Regions from separate parts of the Mus musculus genome. Here region 2 is linked to region 1. The links are chromatin contacts, called in public HiChIP or PLAC-seq maps. All regions are on one chromosome and are shown on one strand. The core of a region is the stretch at or near the end of the contact, and the rest is flanking DNA. Distances in the headings are between cores, read along the strand shown.

The links. HiChIP or PLAC-seq counts read pairs in DNA pulled down with a chosen protein or histone mark.
Region 2: an H3K27ac HiChIP or PLAC-seq map of embryonic stem cells shows a contact between it and region 1, with 17 read pairs. The contact joins the enhancer-like site here to the promoter of Ghrh in region 1. A contact is called at or near these places in 1 of 15 datasets of contacts at CTCF or cohesin (embryonic stem cells), 15 of 484 Hi-C or Micro-C datasets (the G1E-ER4 cell line, the HPC-7 cell line, bone marrow-derived macrophages and 6 more), 6 of 115 datasets of contacts at active chromatin or transcription factors (embryonic stem cells and large pre-B cells) and 4 of 9 other capture datasets (adipose tissue, embryonic stem cells, liver and 1 more).

Annotation. Positions count from the first base shown.
Region 1 is chr2:157,344,146-157,349,720 of GRCm38.p6, forward strand. Ghrh (growth hormone releasing hormone) reads right to left here and starts at 2,510. Exons shown (of 5, transcript NM_010285.3): 1 at 2,427-2,510.
Region 2 is chr2:157,389,908-157,395,482 of GRCm38.p6, forward strand. The region is part of intron 2 of Manbal (mannosidase, beta A, lysosomal-like); the gene reads left to right. Among named protein-coding and RNA genes, the nearest start is that of Manbal, 25 kb to the left of the region's middle. Within about 2 kb of position 2,539, at least 19 of the 459 cell types and tissues checked have an H3K27ac peak or open chromatin away from gene starts, as enhancers often do. A contact at or near this core is called in embryonic stem cells, where this site is marked.

The sequences.
Region 1 (5,575 bases), core at 1,260-3,759:
TCTCTACTTTATTCTCCAAGACATTCTTTTTGAACCTGGTGTTTACCAATTCCACTGGATCGGCTGGTCAGCAAAGTCGCCGGGAATTAAACTTACAGGGATGCTGTTTGACCTAGATTCTGGGGATCTGAGTCCCAGTGCTCAGACTTACATAGCTAATTCCCAATTGAGCGCCGTGTCGTCTGGTCCTTTGTGTGCTTCTCGGATGGATTGATTGATTCCTAATTCAACTGTTTAGGGTAGGGCCTAGGATTCTGGAGTATTAATCAAGGCCCTGATTTATTTTGATATGAACCTGGGTTTGTGGCTCCACCAGCAGGAAATATAGATAATTTAGACTAAGCTATGCAGGATATCAAATGCCACACTAAGGAAGTTAGTCATTTCTTGTTCTCCACAGAGAGAGGCCACTGGAGGCTCTAGAAGCCTGGTGGGATGGTTTGGGAGGCAGAACATTGGCAGCAGCCTGAAGGAAATGAATCCAGTCAGGAAGCCCAGGCCAGTGAGCCTAGGGCCTGAAGCAGTGCAAGGGTGGAAGGTAACTAAGGGAGGCTCCGCAAGATGAGTATAGGCTAGACCAGCACAGCCTGGACCATCATAGCCTGGACCAGCACAGCCAAGACCAGCACAGCCTGGACCAGTACAGCCTTGCCGAGCATAGCAGAGCAGCCAGGTGAGAGAAGTGAAGGGAAAGGATGCCCACTGAGTCTACGGATGACTGCAGGGAGGGTCAGGATGCTTGTGGGGATCAAGGAAGGGATGGGAGCACCATTTGCACATGTTGGGATTGGAGTATCATGAGACCTCCAAGAAACCCTGGGGACCAGGTGGCTGGGTCTGGTCCAGATCTTGGAAGTGAGAGTTGCTTCTCTAAGCTGCCTCCTTCTTCCCTCCCTTCCTTCCTTGAAGGGCACAGGAGTCAGAAGCAGGGTGGGGATGGGGAGACCTTGGTAAATTTACACCTACCTTCAAGACAGTGGAAGTGGATGTAGAAAAAGGGAATCCAGGCCAGTGAGATGGCGCAGCAGATAAAGGTGCTTCCCACGCAGACCCAAGCACTTCCATTCCATCCCTGGGACCCGCATAAGTTAGAAGGAGAGGGGGCAGCCCTGCAAAGTTGTCCTCTGACCTCTACACACACACTAATAACAAAGTCAAAAGGGCTGGAGAGATGGATCAGTGGTTAAGAGCACTGACTGCTCTTCCGAAGGTCCTGAGTTCAAATCCCAGCAATCACATGGTGGCTCACAACCATCTGTAATGGGATCTGACTCCCTCTCTCTTCTGGAGTATCTGAAGAGAGCTACAGTGTAATTACATAAAGATATAAAAGGAAGGAAGGAAGGAAGGAAGGAAGGAAGGAAGGAAGGAAGGAAGGAATTGAAAAGATCCCAGGGAGGAAGCAGCTGCTCTGTCAGCCTGGACCCAGAGGAGCAGATGCTCATCCCATAGAGATGGGATCTCAAAACTAAGATTCTCTTCTTGTCTGAGTCTCCCAGAGGCAAACCCCACCCTCAGGTTCACAACATCCAGATCTGAAGCCTGGGGGGTGAGAGGGAGAAGAAACAAATGGGTCCCTGCAAGAGAGGAGGGCAACTGCTTAGTGGGAGAACCCCGACGGAGCATCCCTGGGGTCCCGGGTTCCACCCTCAGCACCAGAAAAGGAATGAAGATCCGTGAGAGAAAGCCGGAGGAGACTGACAATTTCAGCGAGCAATTGTGGTGTTTGTCATCTCCCTCACTGGACTGTTTTGAAGCAAATCCCAGACTGGTAAATATTTCAGCACGTATCTCAAGCAAGAGAAGGGTTCTTTCTTTAACAGAGTCACAATCCCATTATCATCCTTTAAGGAAAGAAAGAGTCTAACGGTAATTCCTATAGAGGGCAATTTGACGAAGCCTCAGAATGGAAGCCAGGCCAACGGTCCTTAAGCCACAGCCATCACAAACCCATGATAAGGAATTTAAATTCTCCCAAGATAATTATAGCCAAGGTGAAGAGGAGATTGGAAAGGCAGGGATTTTAGAAGCTTTTGGGGGGGGGGCCTGGGAAGGAAATGTTATTTTAAAGGGTGGTGGGAATGAGGTATAGAAACATTTGTAGAACATAAAAGAAAAACGGTTTTCTTGATTCCATTTTTCTCACCCAGGGGCCTTTAGTCATAAATAAGAAACGGGTACCAGGTCTGAAGTGAACCAAATCAGATAAAAATAACAAAAGAGGAATGGCTAAATGCAACAAAAGAGATGGACCCAGCTCATTTCCCACCCAGGCTATGCAGTTCCGTGCACTTCACAAGGAAGGGTATTTAGCCATATTGCTGTTCATCAGAGGTCTGTGAACTCCTATGAACCAATTAGTGAGGATATTGTCCCTCAGTAGCGGCAGCAGGAGAGCTAGGTTCAAAATTTACATGTCTACTTACTCTGTGATGTTGTGGGAGCCAGATGAGCAGGGAGCCGCAACCAGGAGAGACCTGCGACCTGGAGAGCCGGCCTGGATCACCAGTGATGCCCAGGCCCTGACGATCTCATCTTAAGGCCAGCAGGAGCAGGACTCCTCCTTCTCTGCCCTGGGCCTGTATGTTCCAGAGCACGTACATGGCCTTTTGGCTCCACTTCTGCTACTCTGAGGTAGTCATCACCAGTTTTCGGGTTATAGGTTAAATTTCCTCTCTGAGTAAGGTCATGTCCAGATAGCAAGCACCTCAGGTCCTTTTCATGCAAATAAAATATTCCCTTCACTGTGGCCTTGGCCAGTGATGCACATTCTCTCTGAGTGCCCCTACTCACTCCCCAAAAGTTTAAATAGCATTTGTGCTCCTCAACTGAATGAGTTGCTCAGTAAAGCCTGCCTCCAGAGTCTGTTCGTTTTGTTTTGTTTTGTTTTGTTTTGTTTTGTTTTGTTTTGTTTTTTCAAGACAGGGTTTCTCTGTGTAGCCCTGGCTGTCCTAGAACTCACTCTGTAGACCAGGCTGGCCTCGAACTAAGAAATCTGCCTGCCTCTGCCTCCCAAGTGCTGGGATTAAAGGCATGCACCACCATTGCCCAGCCAGAGTCTGTTCTTGTTGGGCTCACAACAGCCTGAGGTTTCTATCACCTCCAGCCATTCCTGCCTTGATTTCCCATTTAGGCCACCAGTCAATTCCCTGGCATCGTGCCAATCAGGGAAGAGGAGCAGGTGGCACTGTTACTCTTTAATATTGGGCAAGTTAGAGCCTCTCTCTGAACTGATTTGTGAACCGAAGGTGGTAGACTCCAGATTTGATGCGCCAATAAACTACCTAATAAAGCGGTGTGCAGCTCCTGGGGTTCAGAACGTGTTCCTGGGACTTGGCTCGGTGTTCCGTGGCATCTGCAGAACGCTCCAATAAGCTCAATGAAAGGTGCCATGGAGACGCCTTGTGCTTATTATGCCGGTTCGTGCCTTGGAAAACAGTCAGGACTGTATTCTACGGACCCCTGGAAAGAAAACGGAAGGCAGCCCTTGGGGAGCCCCTAGGAGGTGGCTAGGAAGGCGTGCTGTCCGGATGCCGCTTCCAGCCATCCACAGATGGGCTGGGTTGCCCAAAGCCCAGGAAACAAATTGAACAAATCAGCTAAAATGACTGTCCAGTGTCCCGTTTCCACACACCATGGCACAGAAAGGGATTTGGTGGGTGGTTGCCAGGGACCGGGGACTGCAATGAAGCTAGAAGAGCGGGGCCTGACCGAGCATGCCGGATGTTGCTGTCCTCTGTTTCTGGATCCTGGGACAGGGGCCTGTGGAATTGTGTATGTCCAGAGCCTTAAGAACTGGTGTTGGAGAGGAGCCAGACAGAGTAGGCGAGAAACAAAACAGACTCTGTCCTATGTGCAGAAGAGAAGCCCTTTTCCCGAGTGAGTCTTGCTTCTGACAGGCTGCGGCATCTGGAGAGAGGAGACTCGACTCCAGCTGCTCCTGCTTCTATTTCTAGTTCCTCCAGTGGGCCTCGCCGGCTCCCATCACCAGGTCTCTTGCTCATCCAGCCCTCATCCAGGAAGGCAGCTAGCTCTTTGTCCCTGCCAGCCTCTGCTTAGAGCTTGGTGCTGACCGCTGCCCTCCCCTGCCTGCCTGTTTCCAACAAACTGCTGCATTTCAGACCCTTAAAAACAAAACAAAGCTGTACTGGCCACCACAGCTCTTTATGTACTTGTCTCTTCTTTTAATTTAAAAATTAAAATTTTATTTACTTTTATTTTTTAGTTTCTAACCTTTGTCTTTCCTCCTTTCTCTCTCTCTCTCCCCTCCCCCTTTCTTTTCTTTTCTTTCTTTCTGCCTTCCTTTCTTTCTTTCTTTCTTTCTTTCTTTCTTTCTTTCTTTTTTCTTTTTTTAAATCCCTTTGAGACAGAGTCTCACGTAACCCAAGCTGGCCTCAAACTTGCTTTGCAACCAAAGATGACCTTTAAGTTATGATTTTAATGACCCCTCCCTCCACTCCTCTGGCTGCTCCACCATGCTGGGTTGGGGATGGAACCCAGAGCTTCATGCTTTATAGGGGAATCACATCCTCACCCCTGGTTTTTGTTGTTTTGTTTTGGATTCAGGTATCACTGACCTGGTGATCCTCCTGCCTCAGTTGCTCGTGCTGAGGCTTGACTGTGTTTCTACTCAACAAGCTGTGTGTGTTGAACCGGGCTGGGTTTTGGACTTGTTGGCTCTCACATCCTTTTCTGTAGAAAATTAGAATCCTGTTGAAGCCAATGATGGTTCCCGAAGACAGCTTCTGACACTTCCGAGTTCTCTCCAGCCAGCTCTAGCCCTTCCTTATTTATACTTGTGATGGACAGCTAGCTGCTTTCTCTCTGGCCCAGTGGTCTATGTTGGTCATCCCTACAGTGAGCCAGCTGAATGAAAGAGTTCTAGCAAGAACAGGTAGGCACCCACCAGTTTTCCCACCCACTTGTCTATATGGCAGCCTGTAGGTCTCTGCTTTGGAAGCTGCCCTGAAAGCCCTTGGCTCACAAGGTATCTGCCGGATAACTCTTGTAGGGATGTTGGGACCTTGTGGCACTTGGTAATAGAGGAGACCAGTGGAGTGGAGTAGTTGTGTCTAGGGCGAGAGGAGGCTGGAGCACTCCACTCACAGAGCCCAGCACAGATCCATCAGGACAGTGGCTTTTCAAATGTGGTCCCAGCTGGCGCTCTGTGCACTTCCTGGGAACTGGGTCAGAGCACCACACACATCAGACCTACTGGAGCAGAAAGTGATGGCTGAACTCGCCCCCGGCACTTGAGATGCCTGCCCAGGTTTCTGACCCTCTGCTCTCTGCTCATCCCTCCAGCATTAAGACAGGTTTCAGCCCAGAAAGGTCACCCTGCTGCTTTTTCTCACCCTTGAGCATCTTCTCTCTCGCGGCAGCCGGTCTGCAGATTACTGCTATTTGCTTTCCTTTAAAATGTTTCAGAATTGAAAATGAGCTTATCAGAGGTTATTACATTACCATGGCAACCTGGCAGCCGACAACAAAGAAGCAGGCAGCGCACGTAGCTATCGGTCTCAGTGGCACTAAAGTAATTGTGGATTTTCTTACCCAGAGGTCACTGTATGTAGAT
Region 2 (5,575 bases), core at 1,289-3,788, 46 kb after region 1:
TCCTAGGCTGCGCCTGAGCATAGTACTGCTTTTGCTTCCCTGGACTGTTTCAAGGGAGGAATGGCAGTGTTGAATAGGGTGCACAGCCATGTAGAGCCGCACACTGGAGACAGCTAGCTTAATCCTTCTCTCGGACACTGGCAGACTCTGTTCCCTGAGCCTGGCCAATAGCAGCAATCGTCTGACCTGGTGATCTGCTCTCTTGCCACCTCATTATGGATAGGGTTGTGTCCACAAGAGACATCTCCATGAACCCAGGAAACTCCTGGCAACGGAGGCCTCTTCTTTTTCTCAATTGCTTCAGACTTGAGGTGTCTGGGTGCTGTTCCCTGTGTTTATAGCCTGAGGCCCATCCTGGCACTTTGTCTAGATGAGTGGCACAGGGCCTGACTTGCTAACTACCAGCAGTAGGACCCCCAGACTGAAAGGTGAGGCTGATAGGGGTGTAGTCTGCAGTTCCCTGGCCTGTCCCAGGCATGCACATTAAGTCACTCACTTGCTCAGTAACTCCTGTCAGCTGAGAGGAAAAACCATCCCTGTGCTGCTCGGACCCGAGGACCCAGGTCACACTGTGACGCAGAAGGTCTCAGTGTCAGAGCTTTGGCTTCCTTGCCCGTCAGTGACACTCCTGTGGCTTCCTTATCATCACAAGGCCCAGTGAACAAATGACTGGAGTGCACTGGCCCTTCTGCAGCCCCTGTGGTGAGCACAGAGCTTCTTATACTGGGCACACATGAATAAACAGAGGACCCTGTACAACAGGTGAATGTCAGCAAGCAGTGCCAGTGGCTGAGTGAGAGGAACAGGCCAAGGCTGGAATTGACTGCCTCCCAGAAACCAAACGGGGTCTTTTAAAATCCATCTTATACAAAAGACGAGTAACATTTTAAAATCTGAAAACAGGCCCAGTCATGACTGTTGTCATCGTTTTAGGAAAAGAAACTACTGCTAGTGTGGAGGATGAGGAGAAGAAAGGATTCGAGAGGATGCAGAACGCCCAGTGGCCAAGCTGCTGTAGGTCCATGTGGGCAGTGGACTGTATATGTGGTTGGGATGAGCAAATCTAGAAGCAACAATATAAACAGGCCTCGGGAGCAGATGGGTGTGGGGCCGTGAGGGATCAGGGAGAGCTTAGAAATGAACTTGGGCAGCACATGGGGGGCAGTGCCAAAAGCTGAGGTATGGCAGGGTTAGGGCGAGGAGGAGACAGCAAATGCATCGGGAGGCATGATGACCGTGGTGTGTACACACCCACAGAGGACGGCTTCCACTGCATAGAGCAAACATGACTGCACTGTTAACCGCACTTCTGACTCCTCCAGGACCACTGGTCACAAGAAGGGGACAGACAGAATCTTCTCATTCTTGCATGCGACTCTGGGGGGCTGCTAAGTATAGAAAATAGATTTCATAGTTAATAATGAAGCAGTGAGAGACACAGATTCTAGCTCTGCTGCTCATCAACTGAGCTCTCAAACCAGCCCTGGTCCTTTCTGGGTGCTGTTCCCTGTGTTTACAGCCTGAGGCCCATCCTGGCACTTTGTCTAGATGAGTGGCACAGGGCCTGACTTGCTAACTACCAGCAGTGTTAGGGCTACTATGGCAGGGGTGTGACTGCTGTGTCTGCTGTGGTGTGACTGCCGTGGTGTGACTGCTGTGTCTGCCTTGTTGGTGTGACTGCTGTGGCCTGTGTGGCCGTGGTGTGACTGGTAGCAACACTGGAAGCTGTAGGTATTGGATGTGAAAATTGCTGGGCCCTGAGCTCATAGGAACCAAGAGGCCCTGCCGCTCTTTCACCGCATTCGCTCACTCGTTCACGGAGCCACTGCCCTGCAGATGGCTAGCTGGGTGAGACAGACATGAGAACATGTCACCTTAAAGGTGACATGCAATAAAGGAAGACATCCAGCATCAGCCTCTGGCCTCCACACACATGTGTACACACATACCTACGTACATACGCATGCACATGAATGCATGCACATGCGTACACCATACACACAGCACACGTGTCTGTGGTAGAGTGTTGGTGGTGTTATAAAGTAGCTGGGCACTTCCGTAAAGGAACACAGCAGAGAAGGAAGGCTGGGCAGTCTTTAGAAGCAGACTTTGTTGTTATTTTTTTAGCTTTCTGTGTTGGCATGAAGCTAAGTGTACCCTTCAGACCAGAAAAGGGTATCAGATCCCCTAGAACTGGAGTTACATACAAATGATTGTGAGCTACCACATGGGTGCTGGGAACTGGACCTGGGTTCACTGTAAGAGCAGCAAGTGCTCTTAACCACTGAACTCCAACCCCAGGAGTATGTTCTTAAGAGTAGCCAAGCCACAGGGTGGGGAGCTGGGCAGGGACAGAGGGTGCTCCTGGGAAGCCCTGCTGTCTGACCTTGGTGCTATTAGGCTGCTCAGCTGCCTTCTTAGGTATGGGGCATGAGGCAGTAGATGGTAGGAAGCCCTGGGGAGGCTTAGGGTGGAGAGACCTGCACCTGGGAAGCATCCTTTGTCAGGTACAGGAGTGAGCAGAGGCGGAGGTAGGGCAGGGACAGGCAGAATGGGAAGGGGTGGGGCTCAGATGCTAGAGAGTGGCTGAGTCAAGACAGAGAGTAGGTTGGGTCAGCAAGCTCTGAGACCTGTTGCAGAATAGTGGAAGGTGAACCATTGGGATCCCGGTCACCCTTCCTGCTGGAGGAAGGCTGGGCCTCTAGGAAAGATGCCATGTGGCCTGGGATGGTTGAGTTGGAAGGAATTGGGACAGGACATGCCCATACTAGTTATCTGGTGTGTAGTTGAATAGGGGTGGAGTCTCAGAGCCAAAAGGGACAAGGCAGCAGGAAGAACCTCTGTAGCATGAAGCAGCACAGGACAGCCACTAGGCCACTGTACCAGCTCCCATTGCCACAGGCTTGAGCACAGAGTATCAGCTCCATCCTGAAGACCTGGACAGGCCTCAGTAAGCTCTTTGGTGTATGTTTTAATTCTGCCCAGGGCACGTAGAGGCAGCCGGCTTCCACGATGTGTGCAGGTGCTATAAGGAGCAGCTCTCTGCTCCAAGGCCCTCAGTGACATAGACATCATATCCTGCTGGGTTTGCCTTAATCATGAGCCTGCCCAATGGACTCTACAGGGATGTGCAGTTGACAGCCTCTCTTCTGAGGCTTGGTTTTGTTGTTTTGTTTTGTTTTGTTTTGTTTTGTTTTGTTTTCTTGGTCAAGTTGCATAATAGTGTTGGGGGACTTTGGACACCATTGACTTATGGCAGGAGGCGGCTCAGCAGCTTGGGGGCTGTGAGCTCCAGTCCTGAAACTTTATAACACCCACAAGGCCGTTCCCTGAGCTGCAGTTCCTCCCCTGCAGGAAGGAGGCTGGGCCCTGGTGTCTCAGGTAATGCCAGGAAATAAAATGAGCTAGAACCTGGGCTCACTGAGTTCAACACAGATGTCTTAGTTAGGGTTCTACTGTTGTGAACAGACACCATGACTAAGGCAACCTTATAAGGACAACGTTTTTTTTTTTTCCCGAGACAGGGTTTCTCTGTGTAGCTAGCCCTAGCTGTCCTAGAACTCACTTTGTAGACCAGGCTGGCCTCAAACTCAGAAATCTGCCTGCCGCTGCCTCCCAAGTGCTGGGATTAAAGGCGTGCGCCACCACCGCCCGGCATAAGGACAACATTTTATCGGGGCTGGCTTACAGGTTCACAAGGCAGGAACATGGTGGTGTCCAGGCAGGAACGGTGCAGGATGAGCTGAGAGTTCTACATCTTCATCTGAAGGCTACTAGGAGAAGACTGGCTTCTAGGCAGCTAAAGCCCAAGCCCACAGTGACACACTTATTCCAACTAGGCCACACCTACTAGTAGGGCCACTCCCCAGGCCAAGCATATTCAAACCACCACAACAGAGGAACCTCTTTGTCTTCCAGAGCTAGGAGGTAGCTTTAGTCTGCTTTTTAATTTTTCTACTTTAAATAAAGATCAAGAGATTTAAAGGCTGGAGAGATAGCTCATCACTGGAGAGTACTTGCTTTGCCTGCAGAGGACCTGGGTTCAGTTCCCAGCACCCACATGGCGGCTCTTGGCTATCTGTAGCACCAGTTCCAGGGGCTCCAATACCTTTTTCTGACCTCTGGATAGTGAGAACACATATGATAGACATACATACATACGACATACATACATACCGGCAACACACACACAAAACGAAATTAATAAATCTCATAACAATTTGAAAAATATATCAAGAGGCAAAACAAGCAGCAACCTTTCTCATATTAAGTCTCAGCCAAGGCTACCCAGTAAGACCTTGTATCAGGAGTCGGAGGCAGGTAGACCTTCCCCAATGCTGTGCTAGTACCTTGGGGTGTTGGCCCTGAACAGTGCTGTTGAGTCATAGCACTACAAGGGGACACAGAGCTGCCATCACTGTATATGCAAAGAACCCAGGAGGAGCCAGGAGTCCACAGTTCATGGGAGGTCACCCAGCTGGCATGGATCTTGAATATTTTAAAACTTTATTTTTGTGTGTTTTTGTAAACAGTGTATGTATGTCTGAACATGTGTTATGTATGAGACTGTGTGTGTGTTATGTATGTGAGTCTGCATGGGAGAGTGTGTGTGTTTCTGTTTGTGTATGTGTATACAGGTGTGTATGAGTGTGTGCAGGTGTTTATGTAGGTGTGTGAGTGTGTGTGTGGTGTTATGCTTGTGTGTGTTTCTGAGTGCAGTTGTATAAGTGTTTTGTGTTTGAGTGAATATGTGTGTGTGATGTGTGAAGCGCATAGGAGCCACAGAGCACGTGGGGAAGTCAGAGGACGATCATGGAGTTAGGTTTTCCTTCTGCCTTCATGGAGACTCTGGAAACTGAACTGCACGCCGAATGCTGTTTACTCCTGAGCCATCTCACCAGCCTGGCGTGCATTGTTTTAATTTCATTTGTTTGTTTGTTTTATTTATTGCATTTGTTTATATGTTTATTGTTGCATGGGGTCATGCGTGCCACAAGCACTTGGTGGTCAGAGGACAACACAGTTTTAGGAGTCAGTTCTCTGTTCTCTCCTACTACGTGAGACCTTTGGGCTTGCTACACCTTTCCCAGCTGAGCCAACATGCCTCACCCCACACCCCCACCCTGACATGGAATTTTAAGAGTAAACACTGCAGACCAAGTGCAGCTTAAAGACAAAGCCCAGGTTGTGTCTGGCGTCCCCTGGACTAACCTGCTTTTGGCGTCCTTTGGGGCCACAATACTCTTCAGGTTATCACCAGATGAGAGGAAAACCACACAGGAGCTGCCATTCCAGATCCTGCCCTGCTGTGAGCAGAGTGGCCTCAGTGGCCTGGGGTGGCCTGCGCCTTCCGGGGGCTCAGCTTATTTATCTCCTGGTGAGGACAGACCCAGATCTGCAGCTTTGAACTTTCTTTTTTCAGCAGCAAAACCTTTGTTCCAACCAAATTTTATGAGAGCGCATCCCGGGGTATGAAACAGAGCAGAGCTGTCCCAGTTGCTGAGAACCTGGGATTCTTGCCCAAGGCTGCCTCTGACCTCCCCCAGGGCACCACCACCAGCCGCTGTAGCACACA